2 separate regions of the Pan troglodytes genome follow, and region 1 is linked to region 2. Evidence: chromatin contacts called from public HiChIP or PLAC-seq data. All regions are on one chromosome and are shown on one strand. The core of a region is the stretch at or near the end of the contact, and the rest is flanking DNA. Distances in the headings are between cores, read along the strand shown. Region 1 holds the start of PRPF38B (pre-mRNA processing factor 38B). Region 2 holds the start of STXBP3 (syntaxin binding protein 3).

Region 1 (3,809 bases), core at 225-2,724, 56 kb after region 2:
CTGGAGCGTCCTCTTCCTAGTTCCGCGCGTTCTCTGCACGCTGAAGTCGCTGCAGTGACCTCCGTACCTGACTCTTAGGGGATTTCCCCTGAGAATTTGGGGGCCGGGGGAGAGGGTTGTAGGCCTAATCCGTTGTTGTTGTATTTTGACTGGGGGCTTGATTTCTTTTGTCGGGAGCTGAGCCAGGAAGGGTTCGCATGGCTGCGGTGTGCTTGCTAATATCGTCACTCTGACTTCTGCAGAGTATCCGAGAGGGGTCTCCTGGGATCTCAGTTTTAAGGTTCTCTGGAAGGTACAATGGTCAGGGACCCCACTCCTCCAGGAGATTCTGATCAAAGGTCACGTACTTCGCCAGCCTCTAGTGTCCAGCCAGAGGTCTTAAATTTCTTCAACCGTAAGATTGAGATAACATCTGGCTGGGCTGTTGTGAGCATTGAAAGAGCTAATGTACTTGTAGTGCCTAGTAGACTGTTCCAGGCATCTGGTAGGCGCCTTTTCTTTTTCTCCCTGCTCCAGATCTTTGGATTCTAGGAATGTATCCGGAGTGATAAACATTGGGCGAGATACTGTATATTGGGAGTGGGTGTGTGAATGTGTGGGGAGTTTGAATGTGGCAATCTTGACTTCAGTGGCGCATACACAGGAGGAGAAAAGGATAAGATGGAAACTTTGGGGAAAATCCACATCTGGATGAAAATAAACCAGAAGGGGAGAGAGAGAGAGCGAAGACCAGCAGAAAAGTATTTAAACCAAGAGACAGTTGTTTGACAGAATACAAGGAAATAGAAAAGATAAGTGAATGGAGTGATTGATTAGTGTTTGGAGCTGTACGGTACGAAAGTGGTTATCCTGTCTGGTTCCTTTGTTTTAGGTTGCAAGAGAACTAGAACCCTGAGAGGAGAAGCAGTTTTCACCTTCTTACTAGCAAATCTTGTTTTTCTCTATAGTGGTTTTTATTAACTTCCAAAGGAAAACTGAAGATCCTAACCCCTGTGTCATGAGTTATCACGTTAAAAGTCCATAGAAAAAAATTTTTTTAATCCAGTTCTTTTTGTGTATATATTTTTTGCCTTGATAATACTAGTTTATTGAGTTTACCGAGTGACACATTGCCAAATCTTATGCCCTATTTTTAATTCCTCAGATACATGATCTTTCTGTATAGTCTTAGACAGTCTTTACCCCTAGTCTGTTTGGATGAAGAGCTTGGTAGAGAGGTTGAGTTTGATATCTAAGTGTCAGCGGCATCAAACTCGGAGCCAGGTATTATGATAAAGTGCTTTAACATATTCAGTGAATCCCTACAACAGGCTGAAGATGTTATTTTTATCCCCATTTTTTAAAAAAACTTTATTCAGTTATAATTGAAGACCTCTATGCTGCACATATATAAAGCCGTTTAAGTTTGGTTTGATCAGTTTTGACATATATGTATACCCATTAAACCACTACTACAATAAACATAATCTTCTGTCAATCCCAAAAGTTTTCTTGTGCCCTTTGTAATCCATCTCTCTTTCCAACCTCATACCGAAGCAACCACTTTCTGTCAGTAGAGACTAGTTTGCATTTTCTTGAATCTTAAATAAATGAAATCATTATCCCCACGCAGTGTTCTCTTTTTTTTTGCCTCCTTATTGCATGTATCAGCAGGTTGTGTTTTGTTTTAATTACTGATTAGTATTCAGTTGTATGGATTTATCACTATTTTGTTTATCTAATCATTGATGGGAACAGCATTTTTATTTGTAATAGCCCCAAATTAGAAACAACACAAATTGTTGTTGAAAATGCTGTGAACATTTGTGACTAGACTGTCTGGTTTTTTTTTTTTTTTTTTGAGACAGAGTCCCACTCTCTGGCCCAGGCTGGAGAGCCCTCTTTCAGCAGGAAGTAGCCAGATAGACTTGACATCCCTATTCACTATGCTATTTTCTCTTTCTTGAGACCATGATATGCAACAGGCGGACTTGAGCATGGGGGAATATAAAGGGTCCAAGATTTGACCAAGTTATTTGTCAGGGGAAAATGACCAGAGCAAAATTACCTGGTGACCATCCAGCAGGCCCTGGAGACAAAAACTTCTTATCTGAGGAATTCAGAAGTAATTAGACTTTCCTGTTATCTAACACAGGCATCTGGTTCCAGTTTTTTTCCCCAAAATTTATAAGTAACTAGAATTTCTATACATCTCTTGAATGCATGCATATCAAAACTCATTGTGTGACCCTTGCTGACATTAAGGCACCAGAATGTCTACAAATGTAATCACTTATCATGACCTACATGGCTAATATGGTCCAAATTGCCCATAAGCTCCCTCTTTGAGGTCCATAAATATCCCTAAGGAAAAATTCACTGGCACACTCAGTCCTCTCTTTCTGAGGCGCCCCGCTGCACTCTTTTGCAGCATTCTATTTAATAGAAGTTTCCTTTTTAAACCTATACTGTTGTCTGTAAATTCTTACCAACCCGTGAGTTGACCACTTTCTAGTGCTAGGGCTCTGACACCTCACCCGGCACTTATGAAATAGCCAAACTGTTTGCTGAGATGGTTGTACATTTTTCATTCCCACCAGCAGTGTATGACAGTTCCAGTTGCTCCATAACCTCACCAACACTTCACATTTTATATATATAATGTTAGTTTTAGCTATTCTGGCTGGGAGTAGTGGCTCACACCTGTAATCCCAGTGCTTTGGGAGGCTGAGGAGGGAGGATCCCTTGAAGCCAGGAATTTGAGACCATCCGGACCAATGTAGTAATACCCATCTACAAAAAAATAAAAATCTAGCCAGGTGTAGTGGTGCTTGCCTGTAGATCCAGCTACTCAGGGGCGCAAGAGGGAGGATCACTAGAGCCCAGGAGTTTGAGACTGCAGTTAGCCGTGATCCCAACACTGCACTCCGGTCTGGGTGACAGAGAAATCTTGTCTCTAAAAAGGAAAACAGAACATTTTTTTTTAGCCGTTGTAATGGGTATAAGGTGGTATCTCATTGTGACTTTAATTTACATTTCTCTTACCACTAATGATGTTGAACATTTTTTCAGGTGCTTATTGTCATTTATATATTTTCTGCTGTGAAGTAACTTCAAATAATTTGCCAATTTTGTTATTTTGTTTGTCTTATTGTTGAGTGGCAAGGACTGGTTACATGATCTGTATGTAAGTCTTTTGTGTATATATGTGTTTCAAGTATTTTTACACAGTCTTTGGCTTGCTATTGAATTATCTTCTTTTTCTTTTTTTGGAGACAGAGTCTCTTTCTGTCACCCTGGCTGGAGAGCAGTGGTGTGATCATAACTCACTGTAACCTCAAACTCCTGGGCTCACACAATCCTCCTGCCTCAGCCTCCCGAGTAACTAGGAGTACAGGCATGTGCCACCATACCCAGCTAATTATATATTTTTTGGTAGAGACAGGATCTCACTATGTTGCCCAGGCTGGTCTCAAACTCCTGGTCTCAAGCAATCCTCCCTTCTCAGCTTCCCCAAATGCTGGGATTACAAGTGTGAGCCCCTGTGCTGGGTTGCCTTTTCATTTTCTTAATGATGTCCTTCAAAGAGCAGTTTTTTTTTTAATCAGGTTCAATTTATCCATTTTTTGTTTTGTTTATGTGATTCCTGCTTTTTGTGTTCCGAGAACTACCAATCTCAACCACACAGGAGAGTGTAATATTCTCCTATGTTTTCTAAAAAGGTATAGTTTGGATTTTTACATCTAGGTCTCAGATCCAGTTTGAATTAATTTTTGCATATGGTGTGAGGTAGGGTTGATGTTCATTTTTTCCCCCCACAGGTCCTGAGT
Region 2 (4,198 bases), core at 1,558-4,057:
CTACAGGCACACGCCACTATGCCCAGCTAATTTTTGTATTTTTAGTAGAGATGGGGTTTCACCATGTTGGCCAGGATGGTCTCGATCTCATGACCTTGTGATCCGCCCACCTCGGCCTCCCAAAGTGCTGGAATTACAGGCGTGAGCCACCGCGCCCAGCACACTTAATTAAATCTTAAGACTAATTTCTCTTCAAAATAGGAACAAGAAAATTGCTTCCTCTCAGCACTGTTTAATGAATGCCAGAAATGCTAGTGACTGCTCTTTGAAAAAGGAGGAGAAAAAATCATTTTTTAATGGTTCCCCACTGCCTACAGAATGTCTAAATAATACAGCAACCAGGCCCTTCATAATCTGGCTCCAACATACCTTTTGGTCTATGTCCGCCTATCCCTGGCAATGAATACCCTGTACTTGATCAAAAGGAATTGTTCCCTCTTCCATAATCAACCACTTACTTTGTCACCTTTAGGGTTTGACATACATTTCCCTCTGCCTGTCAAAATCCTACTACCTTTCAAGAAACATCTTATATGTCACTTCCTCTTGAGCCTTCCCTGACCTCCTCCCATAGAGGAAATAATTCCTTTTTCCTCTCTTCGTCCAAAATTTCATACTGCTAATACAGCAGTCATTAAGTTTACTTGTGCACCTGTCTTCTCCCACTCAATTGTCAATTCTAGGAAACCAAAGAACAGAGTACACACTCAATAAACACTGATTTAAATAAATGACTGTGTAAATATCCAAAAATTAAAAAAAGAAAATTTTGCCCAACAAAATAAAAGAGAAAGCAACCAGAATGAAAAAAGACATAAAACAAACATAATTGAATAAAACAAAAACATGATTCTATGCACGCTTGTATTTGCATAAAAAAACTTGTGGAAGGATTTATAAGAAACCTAAGAGTGATTGTCTCTGGAGAGGAAGGTTGGGAGGAAGATTAATTTTATTTTTATTTAAAATTTTTTAAATCTAATTTTACTTTTTTTTTTTTAAGACAGGATCTCACTATATTGCCCAGGCTGGTCTATGAACTCCTAGGCTCAGGTGATCATCTTGCCCCGGCCTCCCGAAGTGTTGGGATTACAGGCGTGAACCACCGCACCTGGCCCTAATTTTTTCTTTTCTTTTCTGCTATCAAAATTTTTTGCCACCTCAAGGTATTTAAAAAGCAATTTAAAATGTTAATTACGAGATTGTGAAGCAACATGAAAAATGTTGAGTCAATGTCAGTTGTTTAAAAAAAAGGAAGTCACAGAATGACAGATAATAAAAACAATGTCTTTATCTGTATGAGGATCAGAAGGAAAATGTGAAAAAGGGAAAAAGCTTATGATTCAATATGTAAAGAACTGGCTTAAATACATACATGCAGATGTTAATCACATACATATTTTGGAAATTATTTATACAACACAATTTGTTACCATTTTCACATAAATGTATTTAAATACCATTGTTTTAAAACATCTCAAATCTTAAGTCAGCCATGTAAATCTTGAAAAAGCAAATGCCAACCTTAAAATTATCTAACCTTTTAAAAGATAATTTCATATTTTTCACCTATTTATACATTTGCTTAGTGCCTGCTATATGTTAGGCACTATCCCAGTTACTGATCTGGATTTTTAATTTTAGACAAGGAACTCTAACTCCCAGAATTCTGCTGACTAAATCATTTGTTTTTTGTTCAACAAGTTGGACTAAGAAATACTAATTAGATGCTACTCCCTTTCCACTACTAGGCCATAATTATTTTGAACTCAGAGATGCCAAACAATGATGGTTATTCCTGTTGGGTGGTTTCATTCTTTCTCTAACCTGCCAGACCTAGGTTTGGAGCGATGTTTATGAAAGTTGTGGATGATACCGCAGAACATCAGTAACCAATAAGGAGTCCGGTCCTAACAGCAGGGAGCGGCCCCCGAGAGTAGGGAAAACGGAAGGAGCGGCTCTTGCCCAGGCTATGCAGGAAGATGTCACGGCTGGACACCGGTCATTCCAATGGTCCCTTCTCAAGACCTTTTCAGAAAGTAGGCTCCTCTCGGAATAGGGGAAGATGAGTCTGTTAAACAGTGAGGTTTTTTGAAAAGCACGGGTTGATACTAACACGAATAAGCATAATAAACAGTCCTTGCAAACTCCAGTGTGGGGTGGAGATGGGGGCGGAATAAACAGCGCCCGGATTGTCTCGGATGGAGAGACATCCCCAACTGGTGGAGCGCGGACGGGAGCGGAGAAGAGTGGGGAGCGCGGCCGAGGACACGCACGGGCTCCGCGGGAGGGAAAGCCGGGCCGGGCGGCTCACCCGGGGCGGAGCTTCGCGGCCAGAGCGCGGCCGAGGCGAGGGGGTGCCCGACGCCAACGAGAAGGCCGCGTCCCGTCGCACCCCGCCCATCCCTGGTGCTGGCAAGGAATAAGGCAGGGCAGGAAAGCAGGAAGAAGTCCTCACACAGGTCCCAAAGCAACAAGTGCTCGCGGCGGCTCCTCAACAGACCGCTGGGTTGGGGCTGCAAAACGAGGCCCGGCACGGCAGCCTCCCGGCCTTCCCTCTCTCAACCCCTACCCCACCGCACTCACTCTGCCACACGACGCTCTTTAGCCCCCTCTCTGCCACCGGCGGCGCCATCTTCCCGACACTGCGGAGCAGCAGCCACCACCTTCCACTCCCAACCTACTTTGGCCGCAGAAGCGGCGTTGGGGTGGCCCCGCCCCTTGCTGCAGGAGAATGCCCCACCCCCTCTAGCAGACCTCGCCCTCCGGTGACGTCACGCGCGTCAGCAAGGGAATTTCCGCCCACTCCCGGACGGAGGCTGCGCAGTACAGGTGGAACCTCCGTGGGAAGTCGGGAGCACCCTAGCGGGAGGCTGCTGTCGCCCGAGGTTCGACGTCCTATGGCCTAGGAACGCGAAGTGCCAAACCGATCGTGAGCCAAGGCCGTCTATGAAATTCCGAGTTCACACATACACGAAGACTGGAGGATCCTCCCCATTACAGAATAACCCTTCACTTCGCAAGGCGATTCATAATAGACTTCACTCAGTAGCCAGCCCAACTACCCAATGGAAAATGTACTGTACCCAAATGTTTATTTCATTCATTTTTTCAAGGACACAGTAATTGCGTAGAACTGTGAGGTTCCCTCCAGTGTGCCAAGAACTGTGCTGGACTTTTAGGAAACTCAAAGAAATGAGAGATCGACTCTTTCCCCTGAAGAATTTATAATCTAATTAAAGAGCACAATTCCTGGAATGCTGCAGGTAGTTAAAACTTAGTTTAAAAATTGAATGCCTTAATGATAAGATATACATAAATGAACCAACAAAACAATAATCATTTATTAACAAATTTATGCAACAAATGTAGGGAGGACCTGTTAATGCTTCAGAATCTACAATTATTGTTGAAAGTTGATTCACAGAGGAGGAGATCTGAGCTCAGAAAGTTTAGGTAGAGATCTGTTTACTGAGATGGTTCCTTTGGGACTTTAAATCAAAGTCCTCAAACGTTAAGTTAGATCAGTTTAGTTGCTAAGAGCCCTAACTGTGAGATAACCATGTGACATTGGCAGAAAGTAGGCTTTCCTAGAAGGATTTGCAAAGAACCAGTGGCTGTAAAGATTCAAATTGGTCACACAGGGAAGTAGAAGTGGTTAGATACTGCTACTACTAATAATGTCTAATATTTACTGAGTGCTTACTTACCGTATGCCAGGCACCATGCTAAGTAGATTACCTCACTGATCCTCAAAGCAACACTTACAACAAGGAAACTGAGGCTTAATGAAGTCAAGTAACTTGCCAAGGATGCACTTAGTGGTGGAGTGGGAACAAAGATCAGGCTTGGGCTACATGGAAAGCAATAGAGTAGTCTGTGGGGTAACCTGCAATTTTTAGGAGAGGAAAGTCAAATGAAGAATTAAGAACAGGCTGGGCATGGTGGCTCACACCTGTAATCCCAGCACTTTGGGAGGCCTAGGCAGGAGGACTGATAGAGGCCAGGAGTTTAAGACCAGCCTGGGCAACATAGCAAGACTGCTGTCTCCACCAAAAAAAAAAAAAAATTAATAAAAAAGTTAGCTGGGCATGATGGCGCATGCTACCTGCAAGCTGAGGAGTCGTAGCTGCTTGCGAGGCTGACATAGGACGACTGCTTGAGCCTGGGAGTTCCAGGCTGCAGTGAGCTATGATCA

What was found. HiChIP or PLAC-seq counts read pairs in DNA pulled down with a chosen protein or histone mark.
Region 1: an H3K4me3 HiChIP or PLAC-seq map of stem cell-derived excitatory neurons shows a contact between it and region 2, with 3 times the contacts expected there. The contact joins the promoter of PRPF38B here to the promoter of STXBP3 in region 2. A contact is called at or near these places in 2 of 7 Hi-C or Micro-C datasets (blood and stem cell-derived neural progenitor cells) and 1 of 1 datasets of contacts at active chromatin or transcription factors (stem cell-derived excitatory neurons).

What each region holds. Positions count from the first base shown.
Region 1 is chr1:122,802,341-122,806,149 of NHGRI_mPanTro3-v2.0_pri, forward strand. PRPF38B (pre-mRNA processing factor 38B) reads right to left here and starts at 1,475. Exons shown (of 6, transcript XM_001145049.7): 1 at 1-1,475.
Region 2 is chr1:122,745,226-122,749,423 of NHGRI_mPanTro3-v2.0_pri, forward strand. STXBP3 (syntaxin binding protein 3) reads right to left here and starts at 2,808. Exons shown (of 18, transcript XR_010159228.1): 1 at 2,587-2,808.